3 separate regions of the Mus musculus genome follow, and all the other regions are linked to region 2. The links are chromatin contacts, called in public HiChIP or PLAC-seq maps. All regions are on one chromosome and are shown on one strand. Each heading gives the region's core, a stretch centred on a gene start, on an enhancer-like site or on the middle of the called end of the contact. The rest is flanking DNA. Distances are from core to core; before and after follow the strand shown.

What was found. HiChIP or PLAC-seq counts read pairs in DNA pulled down with a chosen protein or histone mark.
Region 1: a FOXA1 HiChIP or PLAC-seq map of pancreatic cancer cells shows a contact between it and region 2. The contact joins two enhancer-like sites. A contact is called at or near these places in 1 of 484 Hi-C or Micro-C datasets (nephron progenitors) and 1 of 115 datasets of contacts at active chromatin or transcription factors (pancreatic cancer cells).
Region 3: a contact with region 2 is called in a FOXA1 HiChIP or PLAC-seq map of pancreatic cancer cells. The contact joins two enhancer-like sites. A contact is called at or near these places in 1 of 39 promoter capture datasets (the 3T3-L1 cell line), 1 of 115 datasets of contacts at active chromatin or transcription factors (pancreatic cancer cells) and 2 of 9 other capture datasets (adipose tissue and pancreatic islet).

The regions. Positions count from the first base shown.
Region 1 is chr4:150,869,651-150,872,381 of GRCm38.p6, forward strand. No RefSeq gene overlaps it. Among named protein-coding and RNA genes, the nearest start is that of Errfi1, 16 kb to the left of the region's middle. Within about 2 kb of position 1,396, at least 189 of the 459 cell types and tissues checked have an H3K27ac peak or open chromatin away from gene starts, as enhancers often do. A contact at or near this core is called in pancreatic cancer cells, where this site is marked.
Region 2 is chr4:150,461,035-150,463,947 of GRCm38.p6, forward strand. The region is part of intron 4 of Rere (arginine glutamic acid dipeptide (RE) repeats); the gene reads left to right. Gm52709 (a long non-coding RNA gene) reads right to left here. Exons shown (of 2, transcript XR_003955312.1): 1 at 2,587-2,913. Among named protein-coding and RNA genes, the nearest start is that of Gm52709, 4.9 kb to the right of the region's middle. Within about 2 kb of position 1,502, at least 54 of the 459 cell types and tissues checked have an H3K27ac peak or open chromatin away from gene starts, as enhancers often do. A contact at or near this core is called in pancreatic cancer cells and pancreatic islet, where this site is marked.
Region 3 is chr4:150,136,871-150,139,593 of GRCm38.p6, forward strand. It overlaps Slc2a5 (solute carrier family 2 (facilitated glucose transporter), member 5), which reads left to right. Exons shown (of 14, transcript NM_019741.3): 8 at 2,551-2,676. Among named protein-coding and RNA genes, the nearest start is that of Slc2a7, 11 kb to the right of the region's middle. Within about 2 kb of position 1,346, at least 147 of the 459 cell types and tissues checked have an H3K27ac peak or open chromatin away from gene starts, as enhancers often do. A contact at or near this core is called in pancreatic cancer cells and pancreatic islet, where this site is marked.

The sequences.
Region 1 (2,731 bases), core at 146-2,645, 410 kb after region 2:
AGGTACTCGGTAGGCAACTGAAGGGCATCTGACCCCTGGAAATGATGGTCAGAGTTGGAGATAGCGATTTGGAAGGTGTGATAGCAGACGAAGGCAAGCCTGTGAGGCCAGGAAGCAGGAAGCAGCTGGGCACGTTCCAGAAGCTGAAGGCCACGGGCGAGTAGGCTGAGCAGTGGAAAAGGGCAGTGGGTGCAACTCAAAAGATCCTAAGTGGGAGAGGAACACGATGTGATTTGTTTTAGGAAAGATGACAGTAGCTGTTGTGTGGGGAACATTTCAGAGAAGTGAAATTAGCAGAAACACTAAAAGCTACAGGCCAGGGCCCAAAACTGGCACCAGAGTGAAGGGGGGGCGGGGGAGGGGATGGAGAGACACATGGCTTTCAGAGTTGTTAGGATGACAGGCTCCAGCCTGAAAGCAGTCTGCACCGCCCTTCTTCCAGAACGGCGGTGGCTCTTGCGAGCTGGAACCGCCTGTGTCCTTGTACTAGCACTGAGCATTGCCTGGTACAGGAAGCCATGGTACTTACATTAGTTCCAGCTTCATTTCCTTACCTGTTTCTGTGTTTTCCCTTGAACTTTTGCGATATACTTTTCATGGTTTTTTCTGGTCAAAGAACTGTCCTTGGCGCCCATGCTAATGGCACACTGCTAAAACACCCAGGAGCCACTTGCCCACCTATACCTCCCCAGCCGGCACACCAAGCAAGTTGAATTTTTTTTTTCCAACTTATATGTCTGGGAGTTTTGCCTGTGTATGTCTGTGCATTGCATGCATGCAGTACCTGGTGCCCACAGGCCCAAAGATGGCGTGGGATCATGGTTTCTGACAGCCATGAGCTGCTACATGGATGCTGGGAACTGAACTCTGGTTCTCAGGCAGAGCAGCCAGTATTCTTAACGACTAAGCCATCTTTACAGCCCTGTGTGATATCTTAGGTAATTATCAAAATGGGAAGTTGGTATCTGCACGATCCTTGTATAATGTTTTGTTTAGCTGCAAACTGATACTTGGTCATAAAAACTAGAAACTGATTTGGCCATTCTGTCAGGCATTTTGTAAAAAGCTAGTGGAACTTTTAAAAAGCTGTCGTGCAAAGCCATGCAGTGCTCATGGCACTTGATGAGATGGTCCTGATGCTGGCTGGCTCCAGAGTAGTCTCCGCTCTTGGCATAGCTGGAGGCTTGAGGTTCCATACCTGAAATGAGAAAAAGCCCAAAGACAAGAATGTACATTTTGAATTGAGCTCTAAAGCTCTGAGGTATTCTTGCCCTAATATAAGATTTCTTCAAACTAGAAATGGCTTGAGGACTTGTTTTCTTTGTAGTGTAGGTCATTTGACAGAATGTTCTGGCGCCTTTGCGCCCTTCGGTGTGAGTCATGCCATTCTTTTGAGGCTCTGAGGGGTGAAGGGGAAGAGAACAGAATTTGTCTACACTGTTGGCCTCACCTCTTGCTCCCTGTAACTACACAAACATGGTTCAGGCGTGCCTAGCGCTGCTTACTGTGAGGGTGTGAGCTTGCTCGCCTTCGTCTCACCTGTATGGATTCAACTTCAGGATACTTGTATCCGAGCCACGGGGAGTCTGCGGCTCCCGCACGTTTAAACAAGCTCCCCTTAGCTTTCAAGATGTCTACTTGGAATCTGAAGCAGCAAACATACTTGTGTATGTTTTTCTGTACCTGAGCTTACATCAGAGCAACCTTGTGACTCAGAAGTCACCGCCCCATGGCAGTAGTGGGGTTTTGGTAAGGAGTGGGGGGCTGGGGACAGATGGGAAGGAATGTACTTCAAGTACTAGTTGGCACCTGTCTTGGAGCTGCTGTCAGGCTAGAGGCTTAGCCAGCGTGCCTCTTGAATGCTGTCATCTCTCACCCTGTAAGTTCAGACACCCGGAACCCCAAGCACAAAAGCCTGTAGCAATTACCCACAGGGATCCGCGTATCTGCCCCCCCTCCCCCAAAATGGAGCTGCTTAGGAATGTGCACTGCATTCTCTTCACAGATCCAGGCAGCACCTTCATTCCTTAGTAAACATCTAAACCCAGGCCTCCCATGGGTTTCTTCACAGTCATGAGGGTTAGCCAGTGCCTTCCCTAGGGACAGCATGACTTGTCCGCTCCCCTCTTGTGAAAGGCAGAATGAGTCGTGTCATTCTGGCCTGCACCAAGCCTTCCTCTGGCCTAGCCATGGCACCGCCTCAGGCACAGCACACAGGAAGCTGTACTTTGTTATTCTGAATTCCTGGCTAGCCTCATGTTCTTGGATGAACCAGTGTCCTTGTACACAGTGTCTCTCCTCCCTCATTGATCAGGGTTCTTGGCTGAGCAGCTGACAGCTTCTGCAGCCGCCTGAGTAATGGAGCCCAGCTCTGTAGCAGGAGCACCCACGGTGGCCAGCACAGGACCAGACTTGCCTGTGTACTGCCTCAGCCCAGCCCAGAAGCCTCTAATTACACGTCTGCTGTGTGCAGGAGCCCAGGTGGCCTGGGCCCAAGCGGGGGTGGGGGGTGGGGTGGGGGAAGCACAGGTCTGCTGTCACTGAAGGACGGTGCAGAGGCCCCTAGAGCAGCAAGGTCCAGACACACATTCCAATTTCATCACACCCCTCTCTGAAACCACTGCCACACTATGTCATCTACCTACAGACCTGCCCATGTGCCCCAAGAAGAGTCAGAAACTGACCTGGCCCCGTAGGAAGCTAAGGGCGGTGTGTTTTCCTCCACACAATA
Region 2 (2,913 bases), core at 252-2,751:
TAATTTTAAGGAATATAATAGCCAAAGAAATTAAACAGCAATGTAAATAAGTGTTGTTTGCCTGGCGTCCTGTGCTTACTAAATGGCAGGTTTCATTGCTCCTGACTTTTTTCTTTGGTCCCCCTGCACTTAGTGATTATCTATCTGACTTAGGGCCCAGGAGTGGGCCTGCTGCTCCTGTGGAAAGCAAGCTTTACAGGCTCTCTGGACGTCCCCATCCCCGGCTGCTGTCACTGACCTTTTCTAGAACACTCAGTCCCTAGCAGGCGCTCGTTAAATACTGATTGTATGGTTTGATGAAAGAATGCCTTAAAATGAATTAGCACTTATTTTTGCCAGTTGTTTTCACTTATTTCTGTAAGTAATCTTCTCTGGAAGTTTCTAGAGACATCTTTACCTGACAGTTGGTTTGACCTTCACCTGGAATTTGGTTTGTCTGAAGTTGTTCCTGGTGGAGATGGCTGCACAGCAGCTCCATAGAATGGTGTGTCCTATAAATGGGAAGTGTGTGGGAGAGCGGAGGATCAGGGCATCACTTTCTAGTAATCTTGAAGGCCAGCTGTCTCAGCATGGCCGTGGTGGCTCTGAGTTGTGGCTTTGTGGTAATGGAAGTGGCCCCCATCTTATGTCTGGGCTGATAACACAAATTCGGTGCATGACTCAAACTTATTCAGCATTACAAGTAATTTTAGTTTATGTAAATTATATCTCAATAATTAAAGAATAGCCTAAAATTAAAACTGGTTTTTCAAAAATGAGGACAGTGATTTCAAAGAAAAAAATCATTCTAAGACATTAGTGCTGGAACATGATGAAGTTTTTTGACAAAAATCCCTATTTTAAAATGTTTGTGACACTTCGATTTCTCCATTGCCATCCCCACCCCCACACTTAAAAAAAAGAAAAGAAAAGAACTGAACGTTTTCCCAGCTCTGCTTACACTTGAGTGAATACACTAATCGATTACCCAGGGATTAACAAAGCCTTCTCATTTCCTGCTTCCATTTCTCCTCTGCAGCAGCCAGTGGCCCTTTGTTGTCCTACATGTGGAGTGAGATAAGCTTCCAGGGCATGTTTGTATTAGAAAAATGGTGTAGATGGAAAAGTTATATAAATAGACCAACAGGTATTAGAGGTTACAGTCTTTGTTTTCATTTGAGTAAGTAGGAAAAAGAAATATAATTAAGACATCTAAAACAAGAAAAACTAATTTACATAAAATGGGAAATGTAATGTTTCAGTGTTTCTACTGATTTTCTCATTTCTTAACCAGCTATTTGAATTATTTATGACCAGTTAGGAGTGTTAGCTGTAATTAGATTTCTGTTATTATGTGGGCAAACTTTAACTTAAAGCAGTGGCTTCTAACCCTGCAAGTCTTAAATGCAAATGTTTGCTCTGAAAGTTATTTTCCCATGTTAACCAGGCCTACTATCCTGAAGCACAATTCAGAAAGCAGCAGAACAGGAGGCTCAGCTCTTGGAACCGGGCAATGTTGCCAGGCTCCTTTAAAGTCGATGTGACTGGTGGCAGGGGGCCAAATGTTCCAGCTCCAGAAGAAAGTGAAATTAAAAGTACTGTTCATTTTCTGAATTTGGTTTGTTGAAAGTATAGTCTTGCTGACCGCGGTGGCACACACCTTTAATCTCAAGGATCAGGAGGTAGAGCCAAGTGGATCCCTGTGAGTTTGAGGCCAGGGAGTTTCAGGACAGCCAAAGTTAGTTATATAGTGAGAACCTGTCTCTAAACAAAACCAGGGCTGGGAAGATTGCTCAGTAGTTAAGCACACCTTGCTCTCCCAGACCTAAATTCAGTTCCCAGCACCATAGCAGGTGGCTCCCACTTATCTGTCATTCCAGTTACAAAGGCATCTGATTCCCTTGGCCTCTGTTAATTTAAAAATTAACCCTGGGGACCGGAGAGATGACTCAATGGCTTCCAGAGTACCTGGGTTCAAATCCCAGCACCCACATGGCAGCTCAGAACTGTCTGTAACTCCAGAATATGATAGTCCCACACAGACATACATGCAGGCAAAACACCAACACACATTGAAAGAGAGAAGGAAGGAAGAAAGTAAAGAAAAGAGGAGAGGGAGGAGAGGAAAGAGAGGGAGAAGAGAGGAAGAAATTGGGGGGAGGGCCTCAGTAATTTTTAAGATTTTACTCAATGCCTGGGTATGGTGGCACTTTTAATTTCAGCATTCAGGAGGCAGAGGGAGGTGGATCTCTGTGATTTTGAGGCCAGCATGCCTGGTCTACATAGTGAGCTCCAGGCCAGCCAGAGAACCTGTATCAGAAAGACTGATTCCCTGGGATTAAGAAACTTGAGGACATAAAACAGTGTTGACCAATACAAATCTTCAGAATATTTTGCCATCAAACTTAAGAGTAGTCTCTGAGATACATCTTTAGCCGTGAGTTGGTCATTTTAGTTTTTAAAATCATGTGACCCTGTGATCATGAGATGTCAGACTCAGCTTGTATACCTTCTAGTGTTTCCATGCCCTGCGGTCAAGGTGTCTTCACTGTTCTATTGTTGTAAAGAGACACCATGACTACTTTATGTAAGAGAACATTTACTCACAGTTTCAGAGGGTTGTCCACGGCGATAGCAGGCACGGCACTGGACAGTAGCTGAGGGGGTGCTGTGTACTGTATCAGAGGGGGGCAGAGGCTAGACCCAACCCCAGTGACACACCTCCAAGAAGGCCACACCTACTAACCCTTCCTAAACCATCCACCCACTGGGAACCGGACCTTCCAATGTCTGAGCCTGTGTGTCCATTCTCAGGCAGAACCCCAACTCTCCACCTCTGCTTTACACCCCGTAGCTGGTGTTAGGGAGTCCTGTGACTTCCCTCTTTGTTCCTCTACTTGGGTGTCACCATTACTGTCAACTGCCGCTCAGTTA
Region 3 (2,723 bases), core at 96-2,595, 320 kb before region 2:
GGCTTAGGACAGCTGCTCCGCTATAACAGAGCTGGCCAGCAGGTGGCGCAGTGAGAGGAGGCGCAAGAAGAAGGCACCCGCGATTAAGGCTGCACAGTGGTCAGGGTTGAGAAGTGGGATCTGAGTTAGTGTCTGGTGACCATTGGTGCCTTGGTGAGGAGAGCTACAGTGTAGGGGGCTAGACGGAGGGGCCCAGGGGCTGGTGACCGTGACTCGAATGGGAGACAGCAGTACTTGTCACAGACAGGGCACGGGAGATAGGCACAGGGTCCCACGATGATCTAGGGCCCAGTTCTGATCAAGGGGCAGCAGGAGGTGGAAGGACATTGCTCCAGCCTAGAAAGTGGTGGTTCATCCAGGAGCCAAACTTGACGTTGGGTGATACTCATATTCTAGGTGAAATTAGGTCATTTTTTTTTTGGCCAGGAGGAGTGGATTATGAGATGGAGTGAAAGTTCAGAGGTTCACGTGTATCTCGAGGAAGATTCCAGCTAAATGAGGGTATCCCTGGCCTGTCTCTTTTTTACTGAATCAACTACAAAAGACCAGGGAAGTTGGACATAGTGGTGCATGGCTGTAATCCTGGGGCTCAGAAGGTAAAGGAAAGAGACTGAGGGACGTAGAGTCAGCCTGAGACACACAGTAGGTCTGAGGCCAGCCTGAGTTACATTCTATTTTCTTAAAAAAAAAAAAAAAAAAAAAAAAAAGCCAAGATGGTTCAGTATGTTGTTGCCAAATCGGATGATCTGAGGACCCACACGGTAGAGAGGAAAGTGATGTCACAAGTTGTCTCTGCTCGGTGCATGATCTCTGTGGTACTCCTTTCCCTCCCCATCCCCCTCCCCCTCCCCCTCACCCCTCCCCCCTCCCCATCTCCTTCCCTCTCTCTTTCTTCCTCTCTTTCTCTTTCTCCCTCCCTCCCTTTCTCTCTCCCCTCCCTCCTCTCTCTTTTCTTTCTCCCTCTTTTACACACACATATATCATAAAATAAATAGGTAAATTAATACAAATGTAAAAACTCAAAACCCGAACTGCATGTACTCTGGCCATCATGGTGTACGTACATCAGAAATCCCAGCCCTCAGGAGACCGAGACAGGAAGACCAAGCTCTGGGCCAGCCTGGACTACATGAGACCTATATCTTATTCAACAGCTGTCAGGTGATTATAACCTCCTTAAATTGGATGGGCAAGGTCAACCATGTAATCACAAGCACGATTCAGCCTGTGTGCATACAGTTTTGCTCCCAAAGGACTAAATGCTCTCAGCAAGGGGCCCAGACTCTGCCTGTGTAAAATGGGGCTGGACTGGATCCACCCCCTAAGAGGGTGTGAGCTCCTTTGTGATTGGCTGGTTGGTGGCTGGCACACACACATGCCTATGACGTCACTGGCCCTGAGCACAGGAGAAAAGGCAAGAGAGCCAGAGATGACTCAAGCAGGGGGCAGAACTGCTCATTTGTCTTGGTAGGCACTTATTCCATTTTTTTATGCAAATGGGCGTTTTGCCTACATGTCTGTCTGTCTGTGCACCACGTGGATGCCTGGTGCCTGTCGAGTCCGGAAGAGGCCATGAAATTCCCTTAGAAGGTGGCCGTGAGCCACTGTCCGAGTGCTAGAAACTGCATCCAGATTCATAGCCGCTGCAAGAGCAGCAAATGCCCTTAGCCTCTGAGCCATCCACCCAGCTCGATCTATAGCTATTTTTATTGTGAACACATCACGCTTGATTCCCAGTAAACATGAAGAAAGACAAAGAAACCAGATGCTCCGAGACCACTCCCCAGGTCAAGAGAGAGCTGCATGTGAACCCCTCAGCAGCCCCTCCCTTCCCCGAGGGCAATCCCTGTGCTGACCTGAACCCCCGTCATCGTCTTGCTTTGGGTTCAGGCTCATCACCATTGGAGATGGTAGGGTGGATTTTTCACCAGCTTTTGAAACTGATGTAAGGGCATTCACTAGATATTGAGTGTTTACACTCCATATCACGCTGGACAGATCTGTCCAAGCCATCGCTGATTGCCTCGGTATTCAGTTACATCCTAGGGTCACGGGATGACTACTGTGTCCTCTCTGTGGAATATAATGGACGTTTGCGTTACCGTTGCTCTTGTTTCTGAGTTTATCAGCACTGCTCGGACCACTCCAGTTTAGGTGTCCTTGTGACCCACACAAGCGTCTCTGGACATATATATACCTGGGGTGGGATGACAGGGTCGGTCTCAGCATGCTCCAGCCGGCTGGTCTCTAAAGGACAACGTGGGTCTGTATAATGGCACACGGAGACCTGCCATTTGCCCATGTCCGTGCCCACATTTGGCACTACCAGATGTTCTTGTTTGCCCAGCACCTCGGTGTGCCATGGTTAGTCATGCCTCAGCTACTGTGTAAATAGCCACCAGACGTCCACGGAAATAGTCACACTTAGTCCCCACAGAGCCCTCATTCCCCCCCTCCGGGCGATGGCTCAGAGTGCCTGCCACCGTTCAGAGTGGAGAAAAAGGTCTCTACTTCTTCCGTGCTTCTGTGACCTTAAGCCCTTGCTTGCAGGCTGGCCAGTTCTCCTGGGTCTAACTGGAGTCCCCGCAGGCCTTCAGCTCCTCCTCCTCCCGTTCTTTCCCGAGAGCCCCCGCTACCTGCTGATCCAGAAGAAAGATGAAGCAGCTGCTGAGAGAGGTGAGGTCTGTGGCGGTTCCCTCCTGACCCAGGGCCCCGGAGCTCTT